3 separate regions of the Sus scrofa genome follow, and regions 2 and 3 are each linked to region 1. The links are chromatin contacts, called in public Hi-C and HiChIP or PLAC-seq maps. All regions are on one chromosome and are shown on one strand. The core of a region is the stretch at or near the end of the contact, and the rest is flanking DNA. Distances in the headings are between cores, read along the strand shown.

Region 1 (4,386 bases), core at 980-3,479:
GGGCCCGGAGATTCAGATCTGAGCTGTTGACATGCAGAAGGGAAAGCCTGGCTCCTGGAGAGAGAGAGAGAGAGAGAGAGAGAGAGAGAGGGCCAAGGTCCAGATGGTATCTGAGCAGTGGGGACTCTGGAAGGTCCTTAAGAATACAATTTTTAGATCAGGTGGGATAATCCAAGATGTAGCTCACACAGAACTTAATAGCTTATTAGAAGCTGCATGTGGTTCAGTTATTTTGATCTAGACCCAGAGATTCAGAGCTAGAGGGGATCATTTAGTCTTTTCTTTATTCAGCACCTTTTAGGGCCAAGCACTGTGAATAAATAAAAGCGAGAGTAGAGAAAGCTGTTTCCTGAGAGCAGAGTGCTCACAAATAGACCTAGAAGGAATCATGGAATTCGAAAACCACAGTAGGACTTCCCATTGTGGTCCAGTGGGTTACAAACCTGACTAGTATCCATAAGGAGGCAGGTTCGATTCCTGGGTTTGCTCGGTGGTTTAAGGATCTGGTGTTGCCCTGAGATGCAGTGTAGGTCGCAGACGCGGCTCAGATCCCGTGTTGCTGTGGCTCTGGTGTAGGCCAGCAGCTCTGATTGACCCCTAGCCTGGGAACTTCCATATGCCACAGATGCAGCCTTAAAAAGACACACACACACATAGGAAAGAAAGAAAACTACAGCAGCACAGCAAAGACACTGTCTTATCAGTGAGCTTTGCAGTTACCCAAGTCACCCAGGTTTTAATGGAGAGATGGTCTGGAGATGTTGCAAGTGACACAGACAGTGGCCTAGTTTGGAATAATGGAATGAGGGTCTTTACAGAACTCAGCTGAATGTTTTTCCACTATGACATTACTGCATCTCAACAGCCTGTTAAGGTATATAGGGTGGATTAAAATCCCCAGGTTACGGATGAGAAAACTGAGTCTCCAAGAGAGGAAGAGACCCATGCTAACCAGTGGCTGCAGTGGCTGTGAACCCAGGTTTCTTGGCTCCATCCAGACCTCATTTAGCCACCTGGGCTGAAGGAAACCTGGGAGTCAAGGCCAAAGGTGCCTGGGGACTGAGGTCCATGAGGGTGGGGATGGGGAGAGAGGCACACCACTTCAAGTTCAAGTTGCTAGTTTTGCAGAGTGTAAAATTACTGCACAAGTCCCAGAGAATAAACAGAGTTAACACCCCATTAAATACAATGGACTTTCAACGTGAGCTTGAGACGTGCCCAGATTGAAACTAGCTGAGCAGGAGCTGGCCCGTGAGTAAAATGTATCACACGCACTGCCTTAACGTTTCCAAAAAAGAAAAATCTAGCTCGGGGAGAAGAAAGCGCCGGCAGCAGCTCTGCAGGCTCAGGGCTGAGGATCCGGTAATGAAGTCTTTCTGGAAGGTAAGAAAGGGCTGTGTGCTGTATGCTATTTTTAAACATGCTGGAGCAGCACATGTATTCCTGCCCCTCCGCACTTTCTCCAGCAGAGGAGGGGCCCCGGGGAATGCAGCCAGGAATTTAGATGCTATTTATTGTATTTCCTTTTATCAGTCAAATGATTTTCCTATTTCCCACATAGATAAAGATCTTCCGCTTACAGCTCCAGCTTGTTGACCTTGTCAGGACTGCTGTGCAGTCTGGAAATTGGTCCCAGAGAGAGAAGGGCATTGTTGTGAGGGGTTTGTTTGGCGGGTTGGGTTTTTCTTCTCCCAATAGGGAGGAGATCCATTTACAAAAAAAAAAAAAAAAAAAAAACCTTCCAAAAAACAAAAACTGATTGTTTCGTGTCTTTTTCCAAAACTGCAAGGTTGTCCAAGGAATTTGGTTCCCCAACCTCCCTCTGACCTCCACCTGAATATCTCCACCCTATCTTTCACCATCTCTCTCTCTCTCTCTCTCTCTCTCACACACACACACACACACACACACACTTCAGCAGCAAGCCTGACCCTGGGCCTGCTGCTGAGCCGCAGTCTTGGCAGGCGGTGGGTGGTGGGGTGGAGGGGGCGGCAGCTGGGTCTCAGCTTGTAAGCTGAGCCAGGCTCTCCGCGGTGCCAGGACTAGAGGCCCCTTGGAGATGCCAGCAGGCCTGAGTGGGAGCAGTTACAACTTCCCCTCGCTGGAAGCTTTGGAGCCAGCAAGGCCTCTAGGAGCCGCATTTCCAGGCGAGGGAGTGGCCTCAGGGCTGCTATCCAGCGGGAGGTCTCCTCTTGGGCAAGCTGCCCTCTTTGTTTGCCTCGCCTGGGCCTGCTGGCCAGGTTCAAGGGTCGGAGCCAGCCCACTTCTCCTCGCCTTCTCAGAACGCCACCAGCGGATGATGCCGGAGGCCGGGGTTTCATTATAAATCCTCTCCATTTCTGGCTCGTTCTCAACCACAAAACATAAAGAGAGCCAGCGAGCCTCAGCTAGAATTCAGCCCCTCGCAGACTCAATGTTTGCAGAACGAGGAGCTGCAGGCCCCTCCGCCCCGGCGTGGGTCCGCTGCGGATTTTGACAGCCGCCAGTTTTTTCTGAAGCCCCAGGTTCTTCCCCAGCGTCGTGGCGCTTCCGGGCCAGGACGGCAGAGGGCAGTGGCTCTCCTGACAGCACCTCTGTCAACGCGGCGCTCACACATCTGGAAATGGGCTCTCCCACTCTCTTACGAAATGCTGGACGAGGATCGGTCTGTGTGAAATGTACTGGCACCGAGGGAGCAGCATCCGCATCAAGAATTCCACTTTCTCATTAATGCTATGTCCCCCTCAAGAGCGCTTGTGGAATGTGGGGAATTCGCCTTGCCAAGGCAGCCAGCAAATCTCAGTCTTTTGGGGCTTGGTCAGGCCTGGGTGGAATGCTTGGAAGGACCACCTCTGGTCCAAAGCCTTTGCCCTTCCCTCCCACGTGGAAGGTGAAAAACAAAACAGAGGAGCGGACCCCCCAGATCTTCCCCCAGGGGAAGAAAGCAAAAAATGAAAGCCTTGCCCTTCCGTGCCTCCTGAAGACAGCGCATGCTCATAGTTCCAGGTTCTTGAGAAACAAGACCTAATTCTAAGAAAGCATCTTCCTAAATTACAAGCGATTAGAAATGCCAGTGTGACTCGCAGTGTGCAGCTGGGAAGGGAGAAACTGGATGGCGGAGGGCAGAGCTGGCACTGGGGAAGCGCCTGCCTTCTACTCTGAGACTGCTCCCTAGACTTCCCAAAGCTGCATGCATTTAAATGTCCACATTTTTTCCACAGAAGCCAGCACTCTGGACTTCTCTTGGCCAAACAACACATCTGTCTAATATGATGTGGGAGAAATATGTTACATTCTTTTATGAACGGAATGTTAACACCACCTAGAATCAATATTTATATCCAAGAACACAATGATCTGGCTTGTTTTGTGCTGCCCTGTTGCAGAAAGGGACATTCGGGAAGAGCTGAGAGGTTCCCTCTCTTCTTGCCCAGAAAGGCCGACCTACCAAGGCAAATCATCTGGGGCTCAGGCATCGAAAGGGTTTCGGCCTTGGAGGCCCTGCTGGTTCCCTTCCTGCCCCTGCCGCCCTCTGTCTCTTGGGACTTCAAGAGGAAGTCAGAGAGCAGCAAGTGGGGCAGGAATGTGCAGTGAGATCCAGGACCTGAGGCAGCGTTCTGTCTAGCTGACAGTCCCTGAGGGTTGCGCTTTGGGGAGGAAGGTCAGGCTTACATCCTGGCACTTCCTCCTTCTCATCAAAGGAGGAGATGATACACCTTAACATAAATCCTTAGGCCAGAGACTTCTGGGAGCCTAAAAACAAAGAACAGTGGGTAAAAACATTTTCTTTCATGCTGGTAATATTTTTTTGGCCAGGCAATGACCCTTATCTGAGACAGCCACTGTCACAGAGACGGAAGCCACCTCTCCCCTCCTCAGAATCAAGGAGATCAAGCTCCTTAGGATGGTTTATTCTTTTTTTTTTTTTTTTTTTTTTTTGTCTTTTGTCTTTTCAGGACCACACCTGCGGCATATGGAGGTTCCCAGGCTAGGGGTCTAATCAGAGCTACAACTGCTGGCCTACACCACGGACACAGCAACGCCAGATCCAAGCCGTGCCTGCAACCTACACCACAGCTCATGGCAATGCTGGATCCCTAACCCACTGAGCAAGGCCAGGGATCGAACCCACAACCTCATGGTTCCTAGTCGGATTCGTTTCCGCTGCACCACAAAGGGAACTCCTGGGTGGTTTATTCCTTAATGCTGTTTTTATTCCATTGCCTTCTAAAGCTTCGGGGCCTGCAGCCTGGAGTCAGCCACTTGCAGGTAAAATCATTACCTAATTATAAAAAAACCCCAACCAAACAAAAACCTCTCCTCCTTTCCCAGAACATTTAAGTTTGCCTGTACCAAAGCATCTACAATTGTGAGAGTCCTGAATTGGTCCCTCATTTTGCAGAGCAA
Region 2 (4,386 bases), core at 729-3,228, 250 kb after region 1:
CTGGATAAAATCACTCAGGGGAAAAGAATGAATAAGGGGAGCTGATGGTAAGGGGTATTATTTTTGGTCACTCCAACACTGAGAAATCTAATAGAGGAAAAAGCCAACAAACAGGCTGAGAAGCAGCTATCTAATGAGGTAGAAAAATCTGAAGAGTGAAGTATTCCAGAAACTAGAAAAGAAAGTATTCCATGAGAGGGGTGGCCAATGTATGAAATGCTAATTTAAGTTTTGAAAAGGTGAGAATAGAAAATTAGCCCTTGGTCTTGGGGGAGTATAGTACTTTGAAACCTTAATTCGCAGTATTTCAATAAAGTGGTGAGAACAAAACATCTGAATGGAGTGGGGGGAAGAGAAAATGTGGAGATAAAGTGTCTTTTTGAAGAGTTTTGTTCTAGAAGGAAATCGAAGAATGCAGCACTATCTAGAGGGATACAGGACTACAGGAGGGTTGTTTTGTTTTTGTTTTTTAATGAATGAGATTAAGACACATTCATATGCCAATGGGAATTATCTGGAATGGAAAAATAGATGATGCAGAAGAGAAAAGTGATATTGCAGGAATAGTTCTTGAGAATTCACACGTGGGTGAAATTCTGACCAGAAGTAGAAAGGTTGGCCTTAAACAAAGACACAAAGGCTCCTTCCATTCTAAGGGCAATGAGGTAAAGTGTATAAAATCAGGTTGTAGCATTAACATGAAGAGGAGATAAAATTCATCTTTTTGGATCTATTTTCCCACTTAAGTTTGAGGCAAGGCCATCAATAGTAAGTGACCTGGGACAAGGATGTCAGAGATTTGAAGAGAGAAGAAAAACTGTGAAATAGTTATCTCAAAGTGGCGAAGTAAGTATGTAGAAAGAACTGATTTGGATTCTGTTTCTGACAATGTTAAATCCCCATTTGAGACCTAGAGTAATAGGTTTTAAGTGAATATTGGTCAGCACAGTTGTGTGGCTTTTCTCTGGTTATGTTCATCTGGTCAGAAGTAGGCTTAGAGCAAGCATTTTACTAGTAGAGGGAAGGAGGGACAAGAGAGTATTTGCAAAGTGGAAAAAAGTGGAATGTATCTGAGTAAAGAGGGAAGTGAAAATACTGATTACGAATACTGATTTTGTATCTTGATAAGATCCAAGAATTGTTGGAGTTAATATCTGCATTTCAATCATAACAGATATGATTCATGTGGACTGTGGGCCACTCTTGAAGAAACATTTACAGTAGTTTTGAGTTATAATGCTAGTCTTAGGGCAAATATTTCTTTTTGTCAAATTTCACAGTATATCTTTTTAAATAGAGGTGCTAGTAAGAAAAATGAATTTATACACAGATGTAGAAGATACTAATCATTAAGGCTTTAGTGAATAGATTAGCAGTCAGAGAAAATGAGTGTAACAGTTGTTCTTTTAAAAATTTAACTTTTAAAACATACTGTTAATCGAACAGCCATTACACTGTACCTACATGCATTATAATTTTTCTTGTATAGTAATTCTTGCTCAAATCTTTGACTTCCATTTATTTCTGGAATTTTCAACCTATTTGTGTATTTTTTTCCAGCTTTCTAATTTTATTTTTAAAACATAAAGTATACCGTAAATAATAATGGAAGAGAAACAGGAAATGAGAAAACATCCGAAGACAAATCACGAGAGTAAATTTTGGGAGGGGAAACAGGTGGATGGGTTTTTAGGGAGCTGATGGGGAGGGCACTTGCAAGGGTGGAGGTGACCTTGAGGAAGGTGGTTTTGGAAATTGGCCCCGGGCTCTTTCCAGAGCCAGTGCAGGACCTAGTATAGTGGGGGCTGGAGCAGTCAGTGCAGGCTCTCCCTGCAGGGCTGCTGAATTCTCCTTGGGCCCTTGGTCTCCTGCAGAAGCTGGTGCAACATTTCCCTCCAGCTGAGGTAAACACACATCAGTGTCTGGGGCTGCTGCCAGAGCAGCTGCAGGTTCTCCTTGTGTGGGTGGTGAGTCCTCATGTGGCTCCAGGTTTCCTGCAGGAGCAGCTGCAGGTTTCTCCCTACAGGGCTGGTGAGTCCTCATGTGGACCTAGGCCTCCTGCTGGAGCAGCTCCAGGTTCTCCCTGCTTGGGTTGTGCCTTGGCCTTTGGCTCCTGCTCTCATGCTGGAACTGTGAGAGAAGAAAAGCTTCCTTGCATGCTTGCCTTGCCATGTGCTATTCCAAGGATAGCAGTCTTTCCAGAACCTTCCAGACCAGTCCCAACCCACCAACTTCTGGGTCTGCAGTCCACCAGGTGGGTAGTGTGGGTTAGTCTTTGCTCCTGGCCCAACACCTTCCTTTGGGAACTCCTCGCTGTGTGACCCAGAACTCAGCTCCCCCCACACTCACAAGGCCCGGTCCCCATCTTCTCACCTTCAGGCTGGGCCTCAGGGAGCACAGCTGTCCAGCGGACTCAGGCGTAGGTGGACTTTGTCCTAGTGCCAGAACCGGATGTGCTGAGCTCCCCCGAGCCTGGCAGAGATACCCAAGGAGCTGCCCATGTGGAGTTTCATCTGGAGGTCTTCTGCCTTCCTTGCCTGGCTCCTGAAGTGTCTCAGGGGCAGGGGTGGGGGGGGGGGGACTCTGCAATGAGAATGAGCGGCAGAGGGCCCGGCCCTGAGGTGTCAGAGCGTTGCAAGGCCATTATCTTCTCACTGCTTCTTCTGCCCCCTTGAACTTCTGTTCCCAGATAAGGTGAAACCTTGTCTGCTCAGATACCCACCCTCTGGGAGGAGTGGGAGCCCCCTAGAGGGCTGGGGGTACAGCTCGCACACAGGGCTCAGCCCTGACTCTAAACAACCCCCTTCTCCCCAGTCAGCTTTGTCCTGGGGTGTGGACGTGACCCTCCCAATTGGCATCCAACCCCACGTCAGCCTGCTCTTGCTTGAGGCAGACCCACCCTCACAACCCCCCTCTGCACACAGTCATCCAGGGAGGAGACACGAGGCTACTGAGGCTACTGTGTGGGATCAGAAGGGTCCCTTTGCTGGGCTGGAGTTCCCTCTCCCTGTGTTACCTCCAGGTCCCTGCAGGCAAAGGCCCATAGGCGTCTGCCCTGAGTTCTGATCCATTTTCTGCTGGATTGGCAGGTATTGTCTCTGCTGCGGCCTCAGCCTTGGGAGAACGGGACACAGCAAAGCAAGTCCATCCCTCCTCTGTCCTCTCCTGGAGAAGTGGGTGCCTGACTACCCAGGTTCCAAGTTCTGTTGGGCTCTATTGCCAGGGAAGTGAGGTCACTTCCTGGGGTCCACTTAGCCGGCCTTCGTCCTTCTGCAAAGTTCCCCAAGGGTACCTCTGGGCTACCTCCCACAACCCCAAGTTCTAGTCTGACAAATGTTCTTGGTAATTTGATAGGGATTGCATTGGATCTGTAGATTGCCTTGGGTAGTCTGCCATCTTAATCCTCTTATTTGTATATTTTAATTACAATATTTTACCCACATCTGAAAATAAATTATACTCTGAAAACGTTTTTATTGCAAGAAAATTCTGAATTTTAGTTTAATTTGGGCAGTTTCTCAAACTGAAGACACCGTCTTTAATTCCTTATACTCAGTTATGCAGTTGCAGATTGTTCTCAGTAAAACCTTGTAGTTTTAACTATCCCCCTTTGCTTAGGAAGCCTTTACAGTTTTCCTTTATTAAATTGATGAAAAGAGGTCTGAGTTGGCTAAACCACTAGATATTCTTTTTTTAATTGAAACTCACATATTTATTTTTTTATTATTTTTTTTCTTTTTGTCTTTTTTTTTTTTTTTTTGCTATTTCTTGGGCCGCTCCCGCGGCATATGGAGGTTCCCAGGCTAGGGGTCAAATCGGAGCTGTAGCCACCCGCCTACACCAGAGCCACAGCAACGCGGGATCCGAGCCGTGTCTGCGACCTACACCACAGCTCACGGCGACGCCAGATCGTTAACCCACTGAGCAAGGGCAGGGACCGAACCCGCAACCTCATGGTTCCTAGTCAGATTCATTAACCACTGCGCCACGACGGGAACTCCTGAAACACATATTTAGTTTTTCACATATTTTATTGCTGAGCTTCAGTGGTATGTCATGAAATTAGTGAGCTCTATTAGAATATTTCAAACTATCAAACTTATAAGAATGGTTAGAATGATTTCCCACAAATCTATTCTTTGTTAATTACAGTTATTTTATACTGAATTTTTTTTCAAGTACCTTATGTCATTGTGTATTTACTGTAGTTATTAGATGCTTTTGGGCAACTGCCTTATTGTTATGACTATTGTTGGTGCTTTTTCTGGCAGTTTAAATCAATTACCAGATATTTTAAGTGGCCAACACTGGACCAGGCTATAAGAATACAAACAAAATACAAAATAAGGTCCCAGGTGTAAGTGTTGCTTTTAGATGTTTATGTTT
Region 3 (4,386 bases), core at 588-3,087, 210 kb after region 1:
TCTTCATAAGGGAATGGCTTGTAGGTCTATTCTTCTGTACTATGACTAGTGTATTTAAGTTTGAGGATTGATATTCTTTCATTTTGCATTCAGAAAGCAAAATATTTATAGTTGAATTCATCTGTGAATTGGTCTTAAGCTTACTATATTTTCATTTTCCCCCGCTGATATGGAACAACTGAATGTTCTAATGTTAAAGATTATTTAATGAGATTAACTAGCCTTTGCCCTGAGAGAGTCTGTTTTAGCTTATTCCAATTTCAGTAAACTATTGTGCCATGTAGAGATATGTTATAATGTCAGGATTTTATGAAAAGTTCTTCAGTACATGCTAATTAAGTGGGATGAGAGTACCTTTTCTAACGTATAAAAATGCACTCTGTCAACTAAAAGATGAAAATATCTTTCTAAACTAAAATCTCTCAAGTTCAAGTGTGAGGTAGTATCTGTAAATGGCAACTGTGTCATATAGTTTCTGAGAAAACTGAAAATCTTTAGTGATTTATTGGTTGTGCTCTATAAATCTTTTTATATGGATGGCTACGTTCGTGAGGTTATATTTGCTGTTTACTGTCCCTCCAGTATTATTTTACACATTTCTCCTCTAAATGTGATCATTTACAACTGTTTTTCTCACTCAAATACTTTAATTTCCTTTCTTCAACAATCTGTGAACAATTACTTCTCATAGCCCCAGATCAAGACATTTTCTCCAAAGAAACGCTAAAATCCGTCTAGTTTCCCTTCTCACTGGCTTTGTATGTATAAGTTTTTTGCCACTTTGTCGTTAGTTCTCTAGTTTCAGTTCAGTTTAACAAAGCTTGTTGTGATGATGTGTGAGCTTGGTGGGGTAGGGAAGTATACTCTGGAGGAGGTGACCCTGGCCCTAAATCTTAAAGAACCAGTAGGAATTTCCTCTTTGTGCAAAGTGTGTAAGTTGATATTAGCAAAGAGAAAAGCATGAAGCTTGACAAATAGTTCAGGATGGCTGTAGGGTGATGAAATGGGAGATAGGAAATGAAGCTGAAGAGATAGCATTGAAGACTTTATATGTGATACTTGGGCATTTATTTTTTGGATGAAGTTGGACTTTCTTCTGGGGGTAATAGAAGGATTACCATTGAAGGATTCTATGATTGAAGGATTTGACATACACAGGGCATGGAAAGATTTTCAATTTATTTATTTATTTTTCTATCTTCCTCCCTGGTTATGTGGAGATCTTTCTTACATGTTTAGGTGTCTGATGTCTTCTGCCAGCGTTCAGTAGGTATTTTGTGAGAACTATTGCACATATAGACCTATTTTTTAATGTATTTGTGGAGAGAGGTGAGTTCCCCATCCTTCTATTCATCCATCTTAATTGGAGCCCTCCTGAGATTTTCATTTTAGACTGATCAATTCTATGGCAGTATGGTAAATGATTTTGAGGTAAGGCAATAGAAAAGGTGGGTAGACCTGTTAAATTACTGATCTGGTCATCCAGATAATGACCAGGATTTTGGATACTATTAATAGGAGTGAAGTTTTGGAAATAGATGTGCAAAGTGTTTAAAAATCAATCAGACATTTAAGGCGACTGGTGAAATGGGATTACTGTCAGACTTTTGAATGTCTTAAGTGCTGTTGAGAAGGAAGGGATGTTAGGGAAAGTTTTATATATATTGTACCTATGGTACTTTCAGGGGGAAACATACAGGACGTAAAAGTGTGAGACTCAGGTGAAAAGTTGGGATTAGAGGTGTTCATGTGAGGGTCCTCTCAGTCCATGTGGGTAGAGTGTGAAGTGGACAGAAAGCTGAGCTCTAAGAGGAAAGGAAAAAGAGGAACCCAAGACTGAAACTGAGAAGGAAAAAGCTCTGTCTTTGCTTAATTTCCCTTGAAAGGAGGACAACTTAATCCTTTTTGTATCCTCAGTAACAGCTTGAATAGTATAGTAAATAGATACTCAGTAAATGGTAGCTACTTATTTTGTTTGGCTAGAAAGCATCTCAGTTACTTTAGATTTTATTTCATATTTTACCCAATTCCATGACTTTACAGGAATTTTGTTTTTGTCTTTTTAGAGCCACAGGTGTGGCATATGGAGGTTTCCAGGCCAGGGGTCGCATCGGAGCTGCAGATGGCAGCCTACACCACAGCCACAGCAATGCCAGATCCGAGCCATGTCTGTCACCTACACCACAGCTCATGGCAACACCAGATCCTTAACCCACTGAGTGGGGCAGGGGATCAAACCTGTGTCCTCATGCATACCAGTTGGGTTCATTACTGCTGAGCCACAACAGGAACCCTGGAAATGTTTTTTTAATTCATACCATTTCATGAGCATCTACTGTGTACTTGACACTATGTTAAATACTTGGTACATGTTATCTGATTTTATCCTTAAAATAATCCTCCAGTGATAGGTTTTATTTTTCCATTTTGTTTTGAAGAACCCGAGGATGAGAAAGATTAAGTGACCTGATTGACTTTTTCACATGCCTACATAATTCCAAATTTCATTTTCTTAACTACCATTGATGAGCTATTATGTATTTAGACCAAAAGACTGCTTGTAGGTATCCTATTTTGGTTGTATTGTGATAATTACTCTGACCCCAAAACACTGATTTATACTAAATTCTGCATTGTCAATCTTGTGTGGATTGGAGTGGTAGTTGGACACCTCTTGTCCTGAGTGCAGTAGGTTTTACTTAATTCTTTTTGTCTTTCTGGGGGCCTATTTCCTCATTTTTCTGTTAGCAGTTTTGCGGATGACTGCTAAATTGCTTAAGGTTTGAAAATCCTGTGTCCATTATTTCGAAAAACTCAAAAACAGCGATTGCTTGGAGTTTTAGAGATCCACAGGATACATGACTGTTTCATGACTCAACTAAAATTATATGTGAAGTATGATGCATATATGTGCATTTTTCTGAGTTTGCAGTTCAGAGCTTGATCTCTTTCTCATAGTTTTGTATACTTTACCATTCACCCATCACTCAAAAGATTAAGAATTATAGCTCCAGAAGTATTTTTGCATATTGTGATGAACTACAGTGTTTTGTGTAATCCCATCCTGAGTAGTTATCTTTAACAAAGTATTGTTATTGATTGAAAGTAACTTTTTGAGATAAAGTTATTTTTTGGCTATTTAAACCTGTAATATTTTCTAAACTAAAATACCTCTTGGTTATTTTATCACTTAAAAACAAGTCCATTAAATTGAACGGGTTTGGTTTATGGTAAGTACTGCCTTATGGGAAATTAAAGAATGCTCAGTTTTGAAGTGTGATTCAAATGACCTTCACTAATACATATTCCCCACTTTGCATCTTCCCCTAGGAAAAGAATATTTGAGGTCCATTTCTAAGGAAAGAAAAGGAAGAAATGACAGAATGCCTAGAGTTGAAACCAGTTAAACTGGGTTTGTACTTTTTCTTTTCTTCGTGTAACATGTTTATTCTAATCTAATCTATTGCAGCATCGGATCTTATCATTTTGAACTTTGTGTTAGTATGGAAGAGACAGAGATATGCCTCTAAGTATTTGTGATGTCTGTGAATATGAACAAGAGAATGATGAAAAGCTAGGTAACAGTCTCATTTTCAGTTAAGAAGCTTGAGAGGTTTGGTAAACTTGTCAAGGTCAAAAGCTCTTAGATAGTCAAACTGGGATTCAAATGCAGGTGTGTTGACTCAAATCCCCATTTGTTTTTCATTATGTCACACTGCTCCTCATTTTATTTAGGTTTAGTTGTTGCACAGGTGCTTATAACTGAAGTTGAGGACCAGGGCCCTGTGTATTTAATTTAAGGAATCTTTCCAATAAAGTAAAAGGCGAGGAAACGTTCTGTATTCCCCTAAAGTTTAGGAGATTAGAGAAGGAAACTAATATTTGTTGAGCACTTCGTATGTGCCAGATACTGTTATAGGATCTTTGTGTGTGTGTGTGTGTGTGTGTGTGTGTGTGTGTCTTTTCTAGGGCCGTACCCGCGGCATATGGAGGTTCCCAGGCTAGGGGTCTAATCGGAGCTGTAGCTGCCAGCCTTCACCAGAGCCACAGCAGCTCGGGATCCAAGCCGCGTCTGCAACCTACACCACAGCTCACAGCCACGCCAGATCTTTAACCCACTGAGCAAGGCCAGGGATCAAACCCGCAACCTTGTGGTTCCTAGTCAGATTCGTTAACCACTGAGCCACGATGGGAACTCCTGTTATAGGATCTTAATGTGAGTTCAGTCGTTTAATTCACATTAGCCAGGTAACATGCTTGGTATTATCCCTGTTCTGAAGAAAGATGAAGAGACCAAAGCTCAGAGAAATAAATTGTCCCAAATTACATAGTAAGAAACAAAAGCAGAATTACAACCTTTTATTGTGAAAGGTTAGGTAGGGTTTA

Evidence for each region. Hi-C and Micro-C count contacts between places; a contact is called where the count stands out from the background. HiChIP or PLAC-seq counts read pairs in DNA pulled down with a chosen protein or histone mark.
Region 2: a Hi-C map of skeletal muscle shows a contact between it and region 1, with 4 times the contacts expected there. The contact joins two enhancer-like sites. A contact is called at or near these places in 2 of 47 Hi-C or Micro-C datasets (both in skeletal muscle) and 2 of 2 datasets of contacts at active chromatin or transcription factors (alveolar macrophages and skeletal muscle).
Region 3: a contact with region 1 is called in an H3K27ac HiChIP or PLAC-seq map of alveolar macrophages. The contact joins two enhancer-like sites. A contact is called at or near these places in 1 of 47 Hi-C or Micro-C datasets (embryonic fibroblasts) and 1 of 2 datasets of contacts at active chromatin or transcription factors (alveolar macrophages).

The regions. Positions count from the first base shown.
Region 1 is chr7:57,577,129-57,581,514 of Sscrofa11.1, reverse strand. No RefSeq gene overlaps it. Among named protein-coding and RNA genes, the nearest start is that of HMG20A, 75 kb to the right of the region's middle. Within about 2 kb of position 2,229, at least 64 of the 83 cell types and tissues checked have an H3K27ac peak or open chromatin away from gene starts, as enhancers often do. A contact at or near this core is called in alveolar macrophages and skeletal muscle, where this site is marked.
Region 2 is chr7:57,328,368-57,332,753 of Sscrofa11.1, reverse strand. The region is part of intron 2 of PEAK1 (pseudopodium enriched atypical kinase 1); the gene reads left to right. Among named protein-coding and RNA genes, the nearest start is that of PEAK1, 110 kb to the left of the region's middle. Within about 2 kb of position 1,978, at least 8 of the 83 cell types and tissues checked have an H3K27ac peak or open chromatin away from gene starts, as enhancers often do. A contact at or near this core is called in skeletal muscle, where this site is marked.
Region 3 is chr7:57,366,077-57,370,462 of Sscrofa11.1, reverse strand. It overlaps PEAK1 (pseudopodium enriched atypical kinase 1), which reads left to right. Exons shown (of 6, transcript NM_001244188.1): 2 at 3,331-3,412. Among named protein-coding and RNA genes, the nearest start is that of PEAK1, 76 kb to the left of the region's middle. Within about 2 kb of position 1,837, at least 3 of the 83 cell types and tissues checked have an H3K27ac peak or open chromatin away from gene starts, as enhancers often do. A contact at or near this core is called in alveolar macrophages, where this site is marked.